2 separate regions of the Rattus norvegicus genome follow, and region 1 is linked to region 2. A link is a contact called in public Hi-C data. All regions are on one chromosome and are shown on one strand. The core of a region is the stretch at or near the end of the contact, and the rest is flanking DNA. Distances in the headings are between cores, read along the strand shown. Region 1 holds the start of LOC120098810 (a long non-coding RNA gene). Region 2 overlaps Arid5b (AT-rich interaction domain 5B).

What was found. A called contact is a pair of places that touch in the nucleus more often than the background predicts.
Region 1: a Hi-C map of the A7r5 cell line shows a contact between it and region 2, with 5 times the contacts expected there. The contact joins two enhancer-like sites. A contact is called at or near these places in 8 of 12 Hi-C or Micro-C datasets (the A7r5 cell line, the Rat2 cell line, Schwann cells and 5 more).

Annotation. Positions count from the first base shown.
Region 1 is chr20:20,573,849-20,580,258 of GRCr8, reverse strand. All of the region lies in intron 6 of Rtkn2 (rhotekin 2), which reads left to right. It overlaps LOC120098810 (a long non-coding RNA gene), which reads right to left and starts at 5,461. Exons shown (of 3, transcript XR_005497346.2): 1 at 2,742-5,461; 2 at 2,166-2,266; 3 at 626-856. Within about 2 kb of position 2,113, at least 14 of the 93 cell types and tissues checked have an H3K27ac peak or open chromatin away from gene starts, as enhancers often do. A contact at or near this core is called in the A7r5 cell line, where this site is marked.
Region 2 is chr20:20,429,425-20,435,131 of GRCr8, reverse strand. All of the region lies in intron 4 of Arid5b (AT-rich interaction domain 5B), which reads right to left. Among named protein-coding and RNA genes, the nearest start is that of Arid5b, 130 kb to the right of the region's middle. Within about 2 kb of position 1,756, at least 12 of the 93 cell types and tissues checked have an H3K27ac peak or open chromatin away from gene starts, as enhancers often do. A contact at or near this core is called in the A7r5 cell line, where this site is marked.

The DNA of each region.
Region 1 (6,410 bases), core at 864-3,363, 140 kb before region 2:
TTATAATATGTTAGGTATATTTTTCATTGTAGTTCATTCAGATTTACCAAAAATAGCATCTATGAGTCACTGAATTGATTTTCTGATCCACGAATAAGTGAATCTCAATTTCTGGTCCACAGTTCTAGAAGATTCTCTCCAACACAGATGTTAAAACCAAGACATCATTTCAGATATCATTTTACATTGGAATCCTGTTGGGTTTTGCTGGAATGGGTTTAAGTCTGTCATAAGGCATCTGTGTTGGTTACTTCTCTGTTGCTGTGGTGATACGCCGTGACTGAGGCAGCTTATAGAAAGAAGAGTTTAGTTTGGCTGAGTTCTGTGGAGTCAGTGTTCATGGTGGTAAAGCAGAGTCATGCAGGCAGGATTGGGAAACTGAGAGCTCCCATCTCAAAGCACCAAGCACAGAGAGTGCACCGGGAAGACGGGGCTTTAAAAGCTCAAAGCCCACCCTCAAGTGAGCCAACACACTTCCTCCAACAAGGCCACACCTCCTAAGCCTCCCCAATAGCGCACCAACTGGGGACAGATCATTCGAACACTAGAGACTATGAGGGACATCTCATTTAGACCACTGAAGTAGTAGAAGCATTTCTTATTTATAGAGATCATATCATTCTGCTTTCGGCTCAAATTTTATTAGGTTGGAAAGAGGTAACCAACTAGTACAGAGGTTGCATTTCTTATGAGCAACGTTGTTTTAGAACAGCCAGAACCTCCGTGGTCTCTTCCAGCGGCACCTGCATGCTGCACTTCCCCTGGGCCTTCCACCTTCTCCCCTCCTCTACTGGAAGGCAGAGGTGCTAAGATGCAGCCCCTTGCTCTCAAGGGCATTTTGGGGGTTTCAGACATCCTGAAAGGAATCGACAGTAGTGAATAGAGTTCTAAACGGGTGAAAGTTTGCTGTTTTATGAGGAGTACTTAATTTTTTTTATTCTTATCGCTTACTGCTGTGTGACCAAGGCAGATAATACATTCCCCGCCCTGCCCCCAGGAGCTTCTGACCCCATAGGATCATCATTACGGAATTCAGTACACTGATCCTTGGGCTTTGTATACAGCAGGCACTTAATAACTGCACCTTTAATTCTCGTTCCCGTTCTCCCTAGAGTTTCCCTTTCTGAGCTCTTGTAGATGCACTCCAGGCAGAGCCTTGACATGGGACATTCAATGTAGATGTGGTCTCACATTCAGGCCCCCTTTGTAATGTCATAGATGATGACAGGGACCAGGCCTGTGCTTCTCTGCAAAGCCCAGGGGTTTTCTTGGGAGCCTCTTGTTCTGTGCTCCGTTGTTGCTTTCAGGAACAAGCATCAGAGTCTCAACTCTTCTGTCACAATTGGCCTCCACTATTTGCCCATGAATTCGAATGCTAAGTTGTTGTTGTTGTTGTTGTTTTGTTTTGTTTTGTTTTGTTTCAGGTGTGTTTCAGGAACCTTTGAGTCTTTTATACCACCAAGGTCTGTCAAAAGATGTGATGATCAGATCCCTTCTCACCCAGTCCTGTTCTCTGAGGACCAGCACTGCAGGCTCACGCACAGCCCACAGACCCTCTGACATTCACTTCAGTACTGAGTAGGGAGGGGCTCGTGTATAGCACGGGTATTCAGACAGCGCAAGAGGATGACTTTTGCCTTTTAAAATACAAACCAAGTACAATGTTCCACTGTAGGCCTTTAACCAAAATGATTGCCTATAAAATACTATGTAACTAGGAGACAGTATCTGGCCAAATATAGCTATTTTTTTTTCCTTGACAAGAATGCATTTTTTTTCTGACTACCATCTAAGTAGTCTTTATTTTCCATACCCCTTGATTCCTCCCCCACCCCCAATATTATAGCAATCAGCCTTCTTGATAGGAAAAATGTAACTGATTAAACTTTTGGGAACTCGGTGTTAGGGTTGGCGCAAAGGAATGAATGTAATGTTTTACAGACAGGCTGTTAATCCTGACTCGAATGCTTCTCAAGTGAAGTCACTGTTGGTTTGGAAGATGCCCATGTAATTAGTCACGGGCTAAAAATGAAGCGACTTCAAATACCATCATAAAATGGTATTGTTGGGCTTAAAGAAGACAACGAACATGTTTTGGAGATTTTTTTTAGTACGTTCCCTGATGTGACTCATTTCCTCCTCTTATCTGGGGAATGTAGGCTTACCGAAATCTCCTCCTCTAGAACTTGCCAGTTTTCCCCTCCAACAGCCGAATTAAGTGCTTTTGCTTTGTGACTAGGACAGTGTTCTTCAGGGTTCAAACATACTTTAAAAAAAAAAAATTCCTGTCAAAACTTGTAGTATCATTTGTGATATTTTAGTTGACTAGAAGACAAACCAAATGTAAAAACAAAACAAGCAAGCCACGGGGTGGGGGGGCGGGGAGTCAGCTGAGCGGTGAAGAGCACTGGTCTTCTGTCTGTGACTGCAGTGCCAGGGCACCTGAGGTCCTCTTCTGGCCTCCGAGGGTCCTGCGTGCAGGTCACACAGATGTCCACGCAGGCAGAACACGTACCCATAAAATAAAAACGAATCTCCCAAGAATCCCTCCTGCGTCATCTTAAATTAGATTGGAGGTATAAAATAATTTCCTAACACATCTCCAGTAAATGAAGTGTCTGTGGTTTGAAACGATGCTGTTAAAAGGTTTGAGGGTGGGGAAGCTAATGTAGTTTCTAAATTTAACTAAGGGATCACTCAGCTCCTCACCCCTTCTCCCCCACAGCACACACACAACTGACCTAAGAAGAGGCCCCGGCAGGAAAGTCCTGAGGTTCCTGGGGCTTCAGAGGTCGCTAGTCACTCAGGATTCTTGTGAAAAGTGACTACTACATGGTTTGTTTTCCTTGAAAAGAACCCTATAATTTTAAGCTAGTTGTTAACAAGGGTCCTCTCGCTAGCCACCAGCAAGTCAGTTGCTTTCTCTAAACTTCCTGTTCTTCCTTTGCCAAGGTAAGCCGGAAGTCCCCGCCCCTCTGCTCCCTGGCCCGGGACATGCTGCCTCTCCCGAGTACCTGAGGAGAAGGCAAGCAGTCATGGTTCTCTGCCAGCCACTGACTTTCAGAGGTGGCTGTCAGCTATTACGGCTTAACCACACCAACCATGTCACTAGAAACTCGGGATGACTTTCAGGACTAGAATCTAGAGAAGTGAACGGGGGTGGGGGATGGGAGGGGTGAGGGGTTATTGGGTCCTGTTTCAGCTGTCGGAGGCGGGGCATGGTGCTTTGCTTCTGCGCTGACATCTTCCTCTCATGTCTTGCTTCTGCGTGGACGTCTTCCACCCAAGCCTTCAAGCTCCTCCCTATGATACGTGTGTGTGTGTGTGTGTGTGTGTGTGTGTGTGTGTGTGTGTGTGTGTGTGTGTGTGTGTGTGTGTGTGTCTACATAGGCTGCACCCCCAGATCTCTCCTCTGATGTTCCATGGTATTCCAGTTATCTTCCTTGGCCATATCCTCGGCTGGCTGTGTTCTAGCATACCCATTCTTAGAAGGAATTATTAGTGCCTTTCTTTTTCATAGTTATAGTTAGATGTGCCATTCCTAGGACCTGGAGGCCAATGACCTATGTATTTAACTTTTAGTAGTTGGGGAGTTGCATTCTCGGGCATGACCATGTTTTAAAGCCAGTGCTGGATATGGGGACAGACACACACACACACACACACACACACACACACACACACACACACACACACACACACACACACTTAGGGTCAACTGAGGAAATAACCTTCATCAGATTGGCCTGTAGGCAAGTCTGTGGAGGTATTTTCTTGATTAATGTGGGAGGGCCCGGCCCAGCCCACTGTGGGTGGTGCCATCCCCTGGGAAGCTGGTGCTGAGGTCCCTAAGAAAGCAGACTGAGCAAGCCAGGCGGACCAACCTTTCCTCCAAAGCCTCTCCCTCAGTTCCTGCCTCTATGCTCCTACCTTGACTTCCTTTCATGACTGATGATAACCTATAAGGTGATGTAAACTCTTTCCTCTCCCAATTACATTTTGTCAGGGCGTTCACCACAGTGACAGAGAAACAACCTAGTGCAAAGCTGAAGAAAAACCTTAAAACCTGTAATTCGGTCTTTGCATAAGTTTTACCAATTTGGCTGCATGAATAACACGACTTTTCTCCAGTGCTCCCAGTGCCCCAAGAGCATAGATACACAGGGTCCCCCTAGCTTTTTGTGTGAACAGCAAGAGCACAATGTTTAGCTGTGTTGGAATAACTGATCTCAGGTGATGTGTGTGGTGGTTGGTAAGAAAAAATTATAGTGTATCTCCTAGAAATATATAGGAAATATATATTATTGAGCTATTATTATATACTAAGAAAAATACATAAGAAATATGCAAGATACTATAACTTCTTGTATATAAAGTATAGTGTGTCTGTTAGAATAACCCCCAGGCATATTTGTGTATTTGGGTTTTTTTGGTTGTTGTTTTGTTTCCTTTCTTTCTTCCTCCCTCTCTTGGATGTTTTCCCTCCTGTAGTTAATGTATGCAGAGACAACTTGTCTGCTCCCTTGAGCTCCTCAGACCTTGGCCTGAGTCTTCCCACCCTCTTCAGCCCTCTACCTTTCGGTTGTTCCCAAGTTCTTATCACCACTGACACATCCATCGATGATCTTTAGAGCCAGATCCCTCACCCTCCACCACCTCTCTCTCCTCCCTTCAGAGTCCTGCTCCTGCCCTTACCTGGGGAGAACGCCAGGCCTGGTTAAATGTTTTGTTCTTGTTGGGTTGATCACTTCAGCACCTGTACTCCTGAGGGCTTAAGAAAAAAGGAACTTGTCCTTTCTTTGAGGTTGATGACCACTGACCAGGTGACTCTAAGCAGTTTCTGTGGTCATTGACTTTTCCTCTTAAAGGATTAGGCATGATTTTCTTTCTTTCCCCAACCCCCAAGATCTCTCCATTCCTCTCACGGCTGATCCCTGTGTTCTGGGTGCTGTCGACAGTCTTGATTGTCAGGGACCTCACATGCCCACCTTCCATCGAGTCCAGCAGCCCCCTAGACTCACCTCAGTGTATCTCGGGCTTCAGTACTGGACCCCACTGGACCTGTCTTCTCAGTGATTGGGGTGGACTCCTCCCCACTTCCTGTTTCCCTGAGCCATCGGCTTCTCCTCTACTCTCCCATCTCCCCAATCTATCAGCCAGCTGAAGGACCTCCATAGCTCTCTCTCCACAGTCTCAGGAACTGGCTTCCATAGTCTGGCCTCACCTTTTTCTCCTCTCACTCTCTTGGGTCGCTTTAGTTGACCTTCAGCCTGTCTCCAGAATCGCAGCCAAAAGGAAGTCTCGTTCAATCAGCCTGGCATCCACACTCTGCCACATCGGGTGTTTGACTCATTGGTGTCCTCCGTCCAGATTAAACCCAACTGATCACTCTCCGAGAGGTAGCTCTTTCACTGTCCTCTGCCTTTTCTTTTTAACTTTATTTTCTTGGATAGTTTATGTATCTACATTCCAAATGTTATCCCCCCCATACCCATTTCCCCTCCCCCTGCTTCCATGAGGATGTCCCCACTCCCACCCAACCACCGCTCCAACCTCAACGCCCTGGCATAACCCCACACTGGGGAAACAAGCCTTCACAGGACCTAGGCCCCTCTTCCCATTGATGTTGGACAATGCCATCCTCTGCTACATATGTGGCTGGAGTCTTGGGTTCCTCCATGTGTGCGCATTAGTTAGTGGTTTAGTCCCTGGGACCTCTGGGGGTCTGTTTGGTTGGTAGTGTTGTTTTTCCCATGGTGTTGCAAACCCCTTCAGCTTCTTCAATCCTCCCTCCAACTCCTCCATTGGGGTCCCCATGCTCAGTCCAATGGTTAGTTATAAACATCCTCATCTGTATCAGTAGAGCCCTGGCAGAGCCTCTCAGGAGACACCCATGTCTGGCTCCTGTCAGCAAGCACGTTGTGGCATCAGCAATAGTGACTGGGTTTGGTGGATGCATATGGGATGGATCCCAAAGGTGCGGTAGTCTCTGGATGACCTTTTCTTTAGTACCTGCTCCACTCTTTGTCCCTGTATTTCTTCCCATGAGTAATTTATTCTCCCTTCTAAGAAGGATTGAAGCATCCACATTCTGGTCTTCCTTCATCTTGGGCTTTTCATATGATCTATGAATTTTTTCCTTAGGAATTCCAAGCTTTTGGACTAATATCCACTTATCACTGAGTACGTCCCATGTATGTTCTTTTGTGACTGTGTTACCTCACTCTGGATGATATTTTCTAGTTCCATCCATTTGCCTAAGAATTTCATGAAGTGGTTGTTTTTAATAACTGAATAGTACTCCATTGAATAGAGGTACCACATTTTCTGTATCCATTCCTCTGTTGAAGGACATCTGGGTTCTTTCCAGCTTCTGGCTATTATAAATAAGGCTGCTATGAATATTGTGG
Region 2 (5,707 bases), core at 507-3,006:
CAAATGGTCCAATACAATGTAGGGTCCTATCTGCTGTAATGTCTGCTGTCACGAACACATGTTATTACCCCAGAATTTGCTGATGTGGGGTCTCAAAAAAGTTCAAATCTAGTAATATTGACTCGAGGTTACTAAACGTCCCGATAAGGCTGTTAGAACATTAAGTTCCTTAACTAAGGTACCAAGTGAAAACATGTTGGAGGAGGGAGAGAGGGAAAGAGGGAGGGAGGGAGGGAGAGAAGGAGGGAGGGAGGGAAGAAGGGAGGGGGAGAGGGAGAGAGGGAGGGAAAGAGGGAGAGAGGGAGGGAGGGAAAGAGGGAGAGAGGGAGAGAGGAGCTCTGACTCCTCCTGAGCTATTTTGACATGTTGATGACATGAGTTGGGTGTAGTGTTTTAATCATTTGGTGCAGACATGAGCATGAGAAAATGGAATTTGAGTGAGTTTGGCTAATCCCAAGTAGAAGTTTCCTGACCACAAATTGCCGAAAAAGTTTACAGTCTAACTGCGTTTGCCTTTTAGAGATTTCACTTGAAAGTAAGGAGAGGGGTCAGATACAGTCAGCCCTCAAGGCAAGAACATGACCTTCTTGGCATGGTCCAGCTGCCTCAGGTCCCACAATTTCACACGACACATTGCCAAGAAGCCCGGAGAAGTTGGATGAAAGAAAGAGGTTTCAGTTCTGGGAACTGTAGAGGAGACGAGCACTTTATCCAGTCATCCTTAGCATCCAAAGGACCAGCAAGAAAACAGGGTGACAGAAGAGGGACCTTGCTATGCACGCCTAGGGACAGGGGTTTGATTCCTGGAACCCACGCCAAGCTCTATGGAGAGAACCAGTTCTACGAAGTTGTTCTCTGATCTCCGTCTTCAGACCCACAATGCACATGCGTACACATATGCACTTGATAAAAAATAAATGTAGAAAGACCACCGGACATTGTGATGATAGTGGCTACTTAATACCGGGTCAGCCTAGCGTCTTGTTCTCCCGCATAGCCAGTCACAGGGTCTGAAATAAGAGTCCATTCCCTCTGGCTCCTCCACTTTGGTTTCTATGACGATGGCCATGAAGCACAGGAGCTAAGCAACCTATCAAAAGCCAAGCTCTCCTCCGCTGAACCCCTTCCTTTTATCTTCAAATGACCTGGATTATAACACACGAGAGCAGTAATGGTGGCTCCGGAAATAAATTCAGGCTAGACAGCGAGAGCTGCAGCTCAAGCACCTCAGGTTTTAGGCTGAGAGATGAAAACGATCACTGCAGCGTGAACAAGACATGCGACGGGTATTTTACTGTAGGATACTTATAAGGTGATCATTTTTAATGACATTTTTGGATGGGTTCAACCTACATGCAATGAAGCGCCCCGTCTGTGTGCCTCTGGTATGTTGGTGATAGCTGTAAAGGTTTTTTTTTTTTTTTTGGTCTTCCACCCAAGCGCTTTCATAGCATATGGTATACATATTTTAGCATCCGACCTTATAAACTCATGACCAACTGTCAGTAGACAGTTATCTAACACATGGGGTCGCCATAAAAAGCCTCCTTATTTGGGCAAAAGTCCTCGTCTGCACCGGTATCTCTGTATTTCCTCTCAGAAGAAATGTCTTTGGATTATTGGCTGTTCAGGAAACCCAGAGGCTTGCAAGTGTGGCGATTGAAAGGCCGCGAAATAAATCCTTAGCAAGTTAAAACACTTAGCTCGTCATTAGAACCATTTCTGGCTTTGTTAGCCTTAAGCAAACTCTCTATTGCCCTCTTGTGGTAAATCAGGGTGATGCACAGGGATGACCACAAAAACCCCAGGAACTAACAAGGTTTACTCAAACACAGGTAGGGCATTGATCTCGGAGGGACGCAAGTGTGAACCACAACTTTAGGCTGTTTCAATATGCATTTTAATTTACATTTAGTAGGCCTCCTTCAGGATGCCAGGAGTTGTGAGGTGAGGTTGGTGGGGCTTGTATAGGAGGTGTAGAACAATGTATCCCAGGAAGGTAACAGAGTCACTGTATCTGTGGCTATAGCTGTTCTATTTTTGTGGCCAATTGATTTTAACGAGTTTTATAACCGTAAAAAAGATCATGCCCACATTTTAAAAGTTCCTTCATAACCAAAAATAGGCTGATACTCCAATTGGCTTGGAATTACAGGAACCAAGGAAAGATGTCTGAATAACTCCCTAATAAGGAAGAAAAGCCACTAAAAACAAAAAAGGCCAGTTCATTTGTTTCTAACAATAGGCAGTATAGAGAAACTTGGAATTTATAAGACCAAGGAAAGGACTAAGCTGTATCATTCCATGAATAATAATAATAATAATAATAATAATAATAATAATAATAATTCTAAATCCTATAATCAGTTGTGCAATTGGTGCTTAATTTGATTTTTAAATTTCATTTCCAATCTATGTGGTGTAATTTTGGACAATTTCCTACTGAATGGGCCTGTTCGCCCCCAAAAGCAAATAAACTTGGTATTAAAACAAACCAAGCAGCTAAAAAAAGAAGTTGGGGGGATCCAAAACTGCAGAGCCCAGGACACAAAAAGCAAACCCTCTCTCCTCCAATTACCAGCCAAGGCACTGGCTTTTTAAATAAAGCTACTTCCCCCTGCCCAGCGTGAACCCAAATGTTCTGTAATTCCAAGATGATTTTAGGAGCGGATTTATCTTGACTTGGCCTCGACTCCAGTTTTGCAGCAACAGTTGTTTGGCTTTCGACTTTGAATTGACAAAGTCCTTAAAGTAACTCTACCATAAAATTAAACAGCTGTGTCTTCTTTAGCAAAACATGACTGACTGCTCTTATGTGTGCGCTGCGGCGCAAGCTCAAAAAGTGCCCTTTCTTTCATGTCCTTTTACTAAAAAAAAAAAAAAAAAAAAAAAAAATTCCAAAATAATTTCTCTAGTTAGCCTTGTTTCTCTTTAAAAGACAACAACAACAACAATGGAGGGGCCTCTGATGTGCATCTACTTCTAAGCACAGGCGTTTACACACCGGACTCTCGCTCAAAGGGCTTTTGTTTAATTCCTATTATGGTAGGAAATATGATATGCTGCCCCCCCAGTAGAATAACAAGCCCGCATGGCAGAAAGACAGACATGTTTGTTGCTTTCACAGATGGGAAGACTGAACTTTAAATGGCGGACGGTAGAGGAAAAAGCGTTTACAGAGGCTACGATTAAATTTAGAATTTGACTCCTGGCCCAGGTCTTGAACCAGAACCGTGTGAAGGCTCCCATTCTTTGGGATCAACAGAAGAACAATTCGAAAACATTCTTTTGGGGTTATTAAGTATTGCTTCAGGCTCCGGGAAGTAAGGGTGTGGGCGGGGCCTGGACACAATACCACGCTTCTAGGTGCCACTCCTTGCAACATAACTCCAGGGAGGGATGGCTTGGTTTCGCTGCCAGTATTCTAGGATCACCCAGAGGCTCCTAGCACAGAGGCTAGGATTAAATTGACAATCTGACACCTGGCCCAGGTCTCGAACCAGAACCGTGTGAGGTCTGTCATTCTTTGAGATGAACAGAACGATTTGTTCTAGATTTGAGGGTTCTTTAAACACTGCACTGAAATGCAGAGTGGGAGAGCTGGTAAGACACGAAGTGTGGGGAGACACGCTTGGGAGACCAAGTGGATCGAAACAGAAGACCGTGGTGGGGAGTTGGAGTGTTACGAGCTCTGACTGCTGAGTTCTGGGTCATTTACAGAGCAATGCCGTGCGCAGCTCAAAGAGCTGGGGAGATGGTTCCGTTGGTAAAGGGGTTACTGCAGAAGCACAAGGACCTGAGATCAGATCTCCAGAAATCAGGCGAAAAGTAGGGCGTCATAGGTGCAGACATGACCTACCCTGCGATTCTTCAGGCCCTTCTCCAGCTGTGTGTGGGGTGCCTTTGTCCACAGACACTCGCTCTGGTTTCTTGTACCCACCACAGATTGCGTGTGTCTCAGCGAACTCTTGAAGTGATGCTAGGTGCTTTACATACAGCGAGGGGGACACAGAACTCTGTATCAGGTTTTGAAACCAATGCCTGTCACTTAATATGCCTGCATGCGTGTGTACGTGTAGGTGTGTGGGGTGCCCTCATAGGTCAGAGGGCATCTGGATCCTCTGGGGCTGGAGTAGTAACAGGTGGTTGTTAGCTGGTCATGGGTGCCAGGAACTGAACTCAGGTCCTCTGTAAGACCAGTAACTTCTTTTAACCACCCAGCCATCTTTCCATCCTCCAGCATAGAGCGGTCTTTGTTAAATCGCTCGGATTGCTACCGTACAAACACCTCTAAAGAGGGAAGGCGGCTGGGCTACGTCGGCTGCTTATCTTTGTGCCTGCAGCACTTGCCCTCCATTGTGATTGCTATTAAGTAGGGGAAGTGTGAGTAGCGCCTACAGAGATGCCTACTGGTCTCGGGAGCTTCTAGCCCAAGAAGAGTCAGAACACCTAAGAGAAAACAAAATGTTTTCGTGGGGAAGATGTTCTACCTTGTGGGCTTTTTAAAGACCTCCATCACTACAAAGCTGCATTTAAAAAACCAAAAAACCAAACCAAACCAAAACAAAACAAAACAAAAAAAAAAAAAAAAAACCAACAAAAACATTCTTGCAGATGTCAATCTGGGCACATCGATAACACAGAGACGAAATTGAATCTCCAATAAAGATTTCGAAAACAGCAATCAATAAAATAGGAGACTAATCTGCAGTTAAAAGTTCCCGGTAATGGGATAGTCTAGAAATTTCCTAAATAATGCTTTTATCTTGATTGCCAAATAATCCCCTGTCACAAAAACAAGGCGGCGGAATCAAGGTGCAGAACCGTTCAGTGGGAATTAAAATGTCATGCTTTACACGGAATAGAGCACTGCAGTCACCAGAGAAACACACATCGCAAATGTGTTAACACAAAATTACATACATCACTTAATTATGGAAGCGCAGAGCTCCCGAGTAACCCATTAGCTAAACATGTCGGGCTGTGGTTGGCTATACACGTGCAGTGCGTTTAGCGTAGAAGGCACTGGAATTACGTTGGGTCTGGCTCTGTAAAGCCTTGGCTGGAAAGTGCTATTAAATTGAGAGGCAATCACACTGAGAAGGAAACATTAGCAAACAGTAGACAATTGAGAAAAGAAAGTACAGTGAGCCCCTGTTCTGTCACATACAGTCCCCAAACCTTATATAACCATCCACTGTTTGCTTCATCTGGCTCCCTTCCCAGGTGTGTCCCATGCTATCTGAATTTTACAATGAGAAAACTGCTACACCCACCTTATGAACACACACACACACACACACACACACACACACACACACACACACACACACACGACAGAGAGGAGCGTACATCTGATTATGTTCACAGGCGAGGACACTTTCCTGAAATTAAAACATCTTTTCCTTCATGTATCTCACATTGGTGACTTTGGGAAGATTGCCATTGGCTACCCAAGTCTCACCAGAAAGCAAGGAGGGGGCAGGTATGGGTGCAGGTGGTCCTGTAGGTTCACTGTGTTAGTTCAGGCATCTGTATAGTCATGGGCAAACAGTCATCTCTCTCTGGGCTAAGTTTGCCCATTCCCTAAAAGGGAGGGCTTGCTACTCTATCCTCACAGGTTACGAGGTTGAAAGAATGTGAATGAGACAGTCCTAGACAGCGGGCCACAGACTCAAGGCCCCAGTGAATGGTGGAGGGTGTTATT